Linked DNA regions of Pan troglodytes: region 1 is linked to region 2. The links are chromatin contacts, called in public HiChIP or PLAC-seq maps. All regions are on one chromosome and are shown on one strand. The core of a region is the stretch at or near the end of the contact, and the rest is flanking DNA. Distances in the headings are between cores, read along the strand shown.

The links. HiChIP or PLAC-seq counts read pairs in DNA pulled down with a chosen protein or histone mark.
Region 1: a contact with region 2 is called in an H3K4me3 HiChIP or PLAC-seq map of stem cell-derived excitatory neurons, with 4 times the contacts expected there. The contact joins two enhancer-like sites. A contact is called at or near these places in 2 of 7 Hi-C or Micro-C datasets (induced pluripotent stem cells and stem cell-derived neural progenitor cells) and 1 of 1 datasets of contacts at active chromatin or transcription factors (stem cell-derived excitatory neurons).

What each region holds. Positions count from the first base shown.
Region 1 is chr2:25,876,000-25,880,556 of NHGRI_mPanTro3-v2.0_pri, reverse strand. The region is part of intron 4 of ZNF385D (zinc finger protein 385D); the gene reads left to right. Among named protein-coding and RNA genes, the nearest start is that of ZNF385D, 500 kb to the left of the region's middle. Within about 2 kb of position 3,251, at least 1 of the 24 cell types and tissues checked has an H3K27ac peak or open chromatin away from gene starts, as enhancers often do. A contact at or near this core is called in stem cell-derived excitatory neurons, where this site is marked.
Region 2 is chr2:25,745,829-25,750,299 of NHGRI_mPanTro3-v2.0_pri, reverse strand. The region is part of intron 7 of ZNF385D (zinc finger protein 385D); the gene reads left to right. Among named protein-coding and RNA genes, the nearest start is that of ZNF385D, 630 kb to the left of the region's middle. Within about 2 kb of position 2,704, at least 8 of the 24 cell types and tissues checked have an H3K27ac peak or open chromatin away from gene starts, as enhancers often do. A contact at or near this core is called in stem cell-derived excitatory neurons, where this site is marked.

The DNA.
Region 1 (4,557 bases), core at 2,002-4,501, 130 kb before region 2:
CGAAGGACAGGGAGAGAGACATGGGTCGACTGGTGGATAGAAAGGTCAGACACAACATTTATCAATGAAGTTTGCCATCTCTTATAGGCACAGTTTATGGTGCCCCAAAACCATTACAATAGTAACATTAAGGATCATTGATCACAGATCAACATGACAGATATAGTGAAAGGATTTGAATATTGCAAGAATTACCAAAATGTGAGAGAAACACGAAGTGAGCACGTGCTGTTGGAAAAATGGTGCCAATAGAAGCTTAACACAGCATTGCCACAAACCTTCAAACACAGTATCTGTGAAACACAATAAAGCAAAGTGCAATAAAATGAGGTATAACTGTTTCTAACGCAGTGCTCATAAGTGAGTCTGATCCTACTGATCTAGATCACTTTTTTTTGTAACAAAATCATTCTTTTATAGTCATTTTATGCTTCTGGAACCTTTAAAAAAGGCCAAGGTAGGAAACCATAATGTCATTTGAAATACTTCATTTGGCTTAATTTGCATGCTATTTGCATACCCATAGTATTTTTACATATTTAAAAAGTAATTGCATTTATTAGCTTTAATGATGCCAGGGAGAGCCAAACTGTGGCCAGACCCTAATTTGGTGGACTGATTTAACATTTCAAGATTACATGAAAGAAGAGTTTGTTCCCCCACTTGCACATTCTTTTCCTTGAAAGATGAAACCATTAAAAAAGTATGACTGTCCACGCTTTTCTCCTATTCATTGTAAGATTAAAGGGATGACATTATAAAACCAACTGTAGTGTTATATAGTCATGCATCCTCCAAAGCTGAAGTTTTTATGTAACTCTCCAAATGAGGACTCTCTGGTGCCCTTTTCAATGAAGCGCCTAGTGGCTCAGAGACAGCTGCTTATTTTATGTTTAGTGATTCCTGACCTCTGTGACTATTTTTTAATTGAAGTGCTGTGGCATATTACAACAGCGGTGAGAAAAGCGTTGTATTTAGGATGTGTGAGGACTTGATACCTATGGTAATAAATTCATCTTAATAGCTTCCTGCCTTTGAAGAAGAAAGTTTACAGCAGATCAGCTAATACACAAAAGCCTACACCACTTCAAGAGTACAGTCTTGCTATTCGTATTAGGTGTTTTGATGACATAACTGTTCTTAATGCTAAACAACTATATTAAGAACAAAGACAAGAAGCATCTGCAAAAGTAGCTGAGAGCCAGCACTCTAATCCCAGAGATGGCAATAAACGGATCCCGTGTGTCCTCTCCAGAGCAGACAGTCTGTCACTTAGACAACACTAGTTTGGCAGAAATCATTTCTGAGAACAAACACTTTGGAGTCAAGAGGACTAAACTCATTGTACTTAAAGAACATGACAAACACAGGATTTTTTTTCCATTCATGATTTTTAAAAATTCAACAAGAGGTAAATTTTCATATCATTTGATTCCTTGTTAATGTCATTCAAGACAAGCAAAGTGTTTCTATCTTGATGTGTTTTACAAACTTGAGAAGTATTCAAATGATGAAAAATAACAAAGGCACATATTTTTTCTGGTAGTGTATCACAAGAGAACTACTGTTGGCAGCAAGTTCTGTCCTACCCTCCTGCTCTCCAAATGTACATGGCTCTTTTTATAAAATAGCTTTAGGGTTTGTATGAACCTAAATAAAAATTGTTTTATAAGGGCTTTCCCACATAAATGCAAAAAAGAACTTCAAATGTGCTTGATAAATAACTGCTGTGATATATAGTTGAAAATAACTTGCTAATCTTAGTAACAAAATGCTATATGACAGGCATGTCGTGTTACAGCTAAAATATTTAAATCTTCTCAATAGAAAATAGAAGCACATCCATGACTCAGAAATTCCACTTCATGGAATCTACCTAGAGGAAGAATCACTTGTTTCAATGAGAGCATTTAAATATGCTTCATTACGGTGCTGTTTATAACAATGGAAACATGGAAGCATGAAAATTGCTTACATGTGCAGTCATGTAGTGGAATACTATGCAGCTGTTAAAATACAAGTTGAAAAATAAAAAGGACTTCATGCAGATATTAGTGAGTGAAAACACAAAATAGATTTTCAAAGTATGATACACTTTTCTGTAAACATACACAAAACAATACTAATTTTTCTTTTTACACATATTAATGCCTTCATACTGCTGGAGCACTCATGAAACTGATAGTAGGGAGTTCCTTATGAAACAGGCTTGCTCACATGGCGCTTGAGTTGTATTTAAATGAGTTCATGAGACAATATCTCATAGTAATTAAGAATTTGAATCCACAGTCAGACTGCTTGCTTTCAAATCCAAACTCTCGTTTTTATGAGCTACATCACCTGGATAAGTTACTTAAGATCTCTCTATACCTTAGTTTCCTCATGTGTAAGATGTAGTAATAATATCTCCTCAGGAAGTTGCCTAGAGGATTGTATCAGTTACTATATTTTACTGAACCTAAGATGTCATCAATTCGAAGATGCAATGTTATGATACACCATCAGTTTCAAAGATGTCAAAATGGGAAAAGATCAGCATCTTAAAATGGAAGAATATATTTAAGGTACTTATAAATAGCACTTAATATAAGTTGTTTATCATTTTATCATGAAATCTTCATTGCTGTTGTAATTAAAATTAATAGTATATCAACACATAAAATAGAGATAACAGATGTATTAAAGAAGTTCATCTGTAACTTCCCAAATAAATTTATTGTGGAAAACCATAAAATAGGTTCTGATTACTTTTATTAGGTATCTCTACAAGCAGGTACGCTGATGCCTCAGCTCTAAAAGTGAGTCCGCATTGGTGGAGTTAATTTTCTTAGGTTCATCCATTACAAATCCCAATTCTATCAGCATCTGACATAGCAGCTCACGCATTTCACTGCAGGCCCCTTAAGAAAATTAGCTTTATTAACTAAGTACTAAAAATAGTTTATAATCCAGAGCAAACAAGAACTGCTATACAGCACAGCTGTGTTTTCCTTGAACCATTTCTGAGGCTCTCCAGAATCAATTATCACTAGTCATCTATTGTGCCTTATATTTATATGGAAAGATCAGGTTAAATTAATTAACTTTAAATAACTACCAAAGTGTGTGTGACACTGCTGTCATCCTTCTAATCTAACACGTTTCTGGGAATGTGCGTGCTCCCTAGAGTCACAGTCTCAGAGAATGGGTCATATATTGAGGGCATCTGCTCTTGAATTGATTCCCTTAGTGGATCAAAATTCCAGGCCACTGTGCTTTTGAGGCCCTACTTCAGGCTGTAATCGATGTTTGGCTACAGCGTTTGCTGGGTTGGTGCTCAGTTTCATACAGAGCCAAAGCAGGGTAGTTATGAAAATGCCCATTCCTATGCAAACAGAAAGAGTATCTGAAATGACCTTGTTTAACGAGTCTCAGTGTTTTGGTGTTCCACATGGTAAGTTTTGCCTTTTTCCTGTACAGGTCACTTAGGGCAGGCGAATAAACCTGATCCCATGGTAGTTACAGCCCTCTAGGAGTTCACAGTCATGGTGTTTTACTGCAAAAGCAAATGGATCATAGAAATTAAACTGAGCTTTAATTGTGTTAACAGTTGCTCTTAATCCTTCCTTGGAATGGGAAAAGTGTGGAAAGAAGTGCTTCTCTGCTTAATGGGCAAACGCATAATGTAAACAATGATTCTTTGGAAGATTAGTGATCCTAAAGAAAGCAATTAGAGAAAGAAAGAACCTTTAGACAGAAGCTAATGCTTAGTAGCTTGCAGCAGGGTAAAGCTGTACAGAATTTTATTTTCACATTAGATGGAATTCTTTCAAAGATTTTGTACTACAAAACAGGAAAATTGAGTTTTGGATAACTTTAAATGGTAAAAAAAAAAATCAAAAATATAAGAAAACTTGTTCTAACCCCTGTACTATTTTCTATCCATGAAATCATTATGGAAAAGCTGTTCTGTTCTTCATATTTACCCAGCACTGAGCACGAGGCATGAGACATAGTAGGTGCTCAATAAATGTAATAAATGTCAGTTGATTGAAGGGTTAAATGAAAACATGAGAAAGTAAGTCAGCCTTTAGAGTCATTCTTAGTCAACAGAATATATATATTATATATAATTTTTCATTTTCTTGAAGACAAATACTAGATTAAGTTGTGTTAACAGATAAAACTCACAGGCAGTCAGTGGCTCTCTAGTGATCCCCAAATCATCCCAAAATGATTATATCCATCCCGTTTTGACCAGGCTGAATGAAGACAGTTACTCTGAGGCACCCCTAATAGATAAGCAATAGGACAAAGAAAAAAAAAAAAAACACCAGATTTGGAATAAAAAGTTCTACCAATTACAAGATATGTGTTTTGAAAAATTCCAAACATTTTCTATCCCTCAGGTTTTTTGTTTGTTTGTTTGCTTGCTTGCTTTACACTTACAAGATGCAAACAATATCATTCCTGATATCACAGCTTAAACTGAATATTATATTATGTGTGAAAATACTTTGGGAGACTGTAAAGCAGTACTTCTCAAACCAACTATGATGAAGTAACTCGTTTTTCTTT
Region 2 (4,471 bases), core at 1,455-3,954:
ACCACCAAAGTTGCATTTTTAAATAAATGTATACAAATAAAATAGTTTTATGTAAAACAGGAAAAAGTATACAATTAAAACAAACATCACTTGTTTTCCATCCAGAGATAAACAACTTTGCATCTTAGGCTTCTACATTCCAGATAAGCCTTAATTGCAGGGAAGAGGGGCACATATCTTTAATTTAAAAGGGCATCTTCCTTTTCTGTTTGAACAGAATTACATTGTATGGATATTACACTCAATTGTTTCTGGAATGCCATATTCTTTCAAAGGCTACGTGCTGTTTTTTGGGGTATACTACCAGGCAAAGATTGGCATGTTCTATTACCAAATGCTCCCTGCTGATGTATTTGTGACCATATAGATATATTTGTTTCTAGAACATGCAGTGACATTGTTTTATTGGGGGTGACTTTTACCTGAGCCATTATAAATAGCACATTTATTTGAAGAAGGAAACCTGTTGGAGAACTGTAATATAAATTCAACAAACAAATAGTAAGACAACTGTTTCTTACTCATCACATCATTAAGAAAGTTGCTTAACATCTCTGAGCCTCAGGTTCTTCATTTGTGACATCTGTAATATCCACCTTTCTATATCTCAATTTGTTAGTAATAAAGATGACATGTGAAAGTGCCTTTTAACTGTAAAATGTCATGCAAATGCAAGCGTGTTATTAATGATTAAGGTAGTCCTTTAGTGTTTCAAATCTCCTATTTGAAACTCAACTCTCAATGCTTGCATCTTCCAACTACAGGAACTCAAATGGACCCAAAGCACTAACATTAAACTACAGTGCCCCCTAGCACATGTAGGAGGTCAAGGCAGCTTACAGGCTTCATGAATAAGCCTACCACAGATGGTTCTTTTGCCTGAGGGAAGAACTACTAATTGTACTTTTGGACAATTTCCATTTGTCCAAAAGGAAAAAACATTTAGGCATTTTCTTCAATACTTTCCCGTAACATTGTTTTTATTTTAATTTTTAAAAGGGAGTAAAAAAGTTAATATCCTTTACTATGTAAATTTTCCTCTGGTGGCTTTAAATTAAGAGTATTTCTAAAAGAACAGCCCTAGATTTATCTTAAGATTCACTGTGATGTTTCTGATTTATATTTGCTGACCTATTTTCACTCACCAAATTCTTTATAATCTAGCGTGAGAGAGGATATTGTTCATTGCACTCTTCACAGAGGTAGAATACAGTTAAGCTTTTATGCGAGATTGCACAGAAAGCTGTTATTATGAGCTTCAGCCCCCTAGTTTCTATACACATTAAATCCACCAAGAGATATAGAATCGTGTAAGGAAATGCTATAGAATATTTTAATATCAAAATGTAGAAATATTTGCTATCACACTTTTATAAAAGCCCAGATTAAAAATATATCAATTGCATTCTTCCATAGACTACAGTTCTTTGTTTATATTTGGTTCTTAATTTCACAAATTTCTATAGAAATTTATAAGTTCAAATGTTCCAGTACGTAAATTGGTTCCCAAAGTGATGAGTCCTTAGGAAACGGAACTTGCTGTATGAGTTTATTTTTTCCATGCTGTGCATTTAAGTATTAATCAGCACAGCTTTCAGGGATTTCTTTCTAATATCCTTTTCTATGTAAGATAAGGACTGCAATTCATTATACCATTGGAGGAGCCAGAGGCTTTGCTAAGCTTTGCCTTTCTTGACCGTTCATCTCAAATTTAATGAGAGCGTTGTGTGTGGGGGGGTGGGGGGGGGGGTGTGTGTGTGTGGCTATATTATATTGGTGACTGGACTTTAACTATGGCACAATGTTGGTTGCCTTTCAGGCTAATCGTCTCTCCGTTTCAGGAGGTCAAAGATCATTTCAGCCTCAGTGTGCTTTCTACCTGCCTACTAAGGGAGGCAGCAAATTTGGTCCTGGGCAACTGAGAGGTGACTTTTATCACCAGTTATTTTTCTTCACATCTTTCTATCAACATAATAGCTCAGGGAACACTCAAGAAATACAAAATTACACTTCACCAAGTACTAGCTTTCTGGGATGTGATCACTTCTAAGTGTAAACCTCTATTACCCTAGCAGTGGTCCCTGGCGTTCCTTTTATTCCTCTTATATATAAACATCACAAAAAATAACAACAAACCCTCAAGCCCACAGCAAAGAGAATGCAAGCACGGCACCTTCCCTCTTCGTACTGCCGTTTTAACTTGGTAGAGGAGGTTAAATTTTGGAGAGAATGGTGGCATTCGTAGGAGGGGCGGGGTAAAAGTGTTGTCTAATTACACGTTAATGGCAGAACTCGCCTTAACCACGTCCCTCCTGCACAGTGGTGAATTTCTCCTGTGTGTTCCTGTGTGGATCCCGAGACCCTTCTCGCTTTAAGAGAGCCTCCCGCGCCCCTCACTCCGCCCCTTCCCAAGTCTCTGGGCTCGTCAAAGCTTCCCGAGAGCCATGGTTGGTCCAGGCAGGCAATCGGAGCACCTCATGGAGCGGCTGCTAACCCAGGGTGGGGTGGGGTGGGGTGGAGGGGTCTGTTTGTAGTACTCTCAGTCCTGATGTCACAGGCGCGGCAAGGACATCGCAAGGAGGAGTCGGATTACAGTAAGGATGGGCAGTGCAGCAGGCAGCCCGAGCGCACTCTCCAGCCGCCGGGGATCTTAGCCCTGGAAAGGCAGCCTGCAAGGCGCTCATCCCGCGGAGGAGGCACGCTCTCGGCGCTCACTGCTCTCCACGCCGGGGACATTTCCACCGAATGTAGCATGAAACGGCTCTGCTCTACGTGCCAGCCTTGGGTGAGAGCTGATGCTGAAGACACCGCGGTGGGATTCCAGCTGTCTGATTAATGAGAAACATAATGTATTTTGGTGAGTGTTCACTCTGATGATGTAATTCTGGGGGTGTCCGGCTCTTCATCCGTGCAGACAAGCCCTTAAAAAATTCTTTAAGCAGCAAGAATATATTACATTAAACCTACCTCCAGTTGGCAACTGGAGGACCAAGCCGGTGCAGCCTTCAAAGCTTCCTTTGTGCCACAATTGGGGCTGTTAATTTAGCCGTGGATGAGTTTAAGTTGGAAAAGAAAAGAGACAGGGACATGTGGAGGGGGCGGGGGGGTAAACTTTGCCTTGATTTGCCTGAATGAAGTTGGCTCTTTTAGCTAGGTGAAGGAGAAATAGTGCAGCGTGGGAAGTCATGAGCTAACTTAATGGAATGTGAAACAAAGTTCCTATACAATTGATGCTGTGAAAGCTTAGTCAATATGAGCATTTCATTCAGTATTTGCTGGTTTTTCTTGTTCTGAGGCGGAAAAGGAAAACATTCTCTAGTGAGCAGTGTGGTTGAGCAGCTGAGAACACTTCTCTATATCATCTCAGTGCTCTGTCTAGCTAGGAGCAGCCTAGCACAAAATGCATATTATTTGAAACCTTTAGAGGTCTCGGAGATGTCAAATATTTGTGCAGTTTAGTTTTGTGCCACGGTAGAAACCTCAGTTAGGTTTTCAGTTGAGCTGCCTGCATTTCCAGAGAGCATGTTGAGGCTTGGATCCGAGCTATCAGTTGAGCACTGGAAGTGGGCTTGGAGCTGTGCATTTGCACTCTAACGCCGCAACTTACTGCTAGTACAGGAGGCAAGCCCCTTCACTAAATAAGAAGAAGTCAAAGATAAGGACTGAATATTTGTTCCTCCTCTCTGAAGTTATGCTTTCCTTCTGTAAGTCCTATCTGGCATCATCATTTAAGGGCATCTATGCGATATTAAAAGGTTTGATAGAGCAACTGGAGAGGGGCTAGGAAATGTATCCAAGATGCAAATGCTCTGATTTCTTGGTTTGCTTTAAATATTAAATCTAGCGTCTTCTTTCAGATTAAAGAGGTATTTAGGTAAACTTAGGTTGGAGCACTATTAGTTTGTTGGAAATTTATTTCTGTATGTACTATTTGCTCTGTTTTGTTTCCTTTAGGCTTTGAGACATTTGAGAGTGTGTGGAAGGAATCTAAGTTCCAAAAGCTAAATGCCTTTAGTTGTCTTGACAGTTTTGATTTGCCTATAATTTGTATCATATTAGAAGTCTTAAAATAACTGAAAATGATTTGGAAGAAACAATTTCATTGCATCGCCAAATTTAAGCAGAATCTATAGTTAAAAACCATCTCTTTCCAGTGGGTAGTAATGGAGGTGGTAAGCTTGTTTATTGGCCACTAACAGAGTTTATCATGCATATATTTTCATAAATGGAAAAGCTTGTAAAGATAATAGGTCTTTTGGACAAAATACAATTTCAGCATCAGTAATGATACTGAAGGATGATGAAACAGATTATAATTTTAGTTTATATTTTCACCCTCTTGAAACAATTCCTTATGTGATCGTCGTGAGGAAGTAGGGCCAATTAGAATAGCAGTAGAGTCTAAAAGTACTGGTCAAAGGCCATCCATGCTGTACTGGATTATCGTGTGACTATTGGAGAAATGTTCACT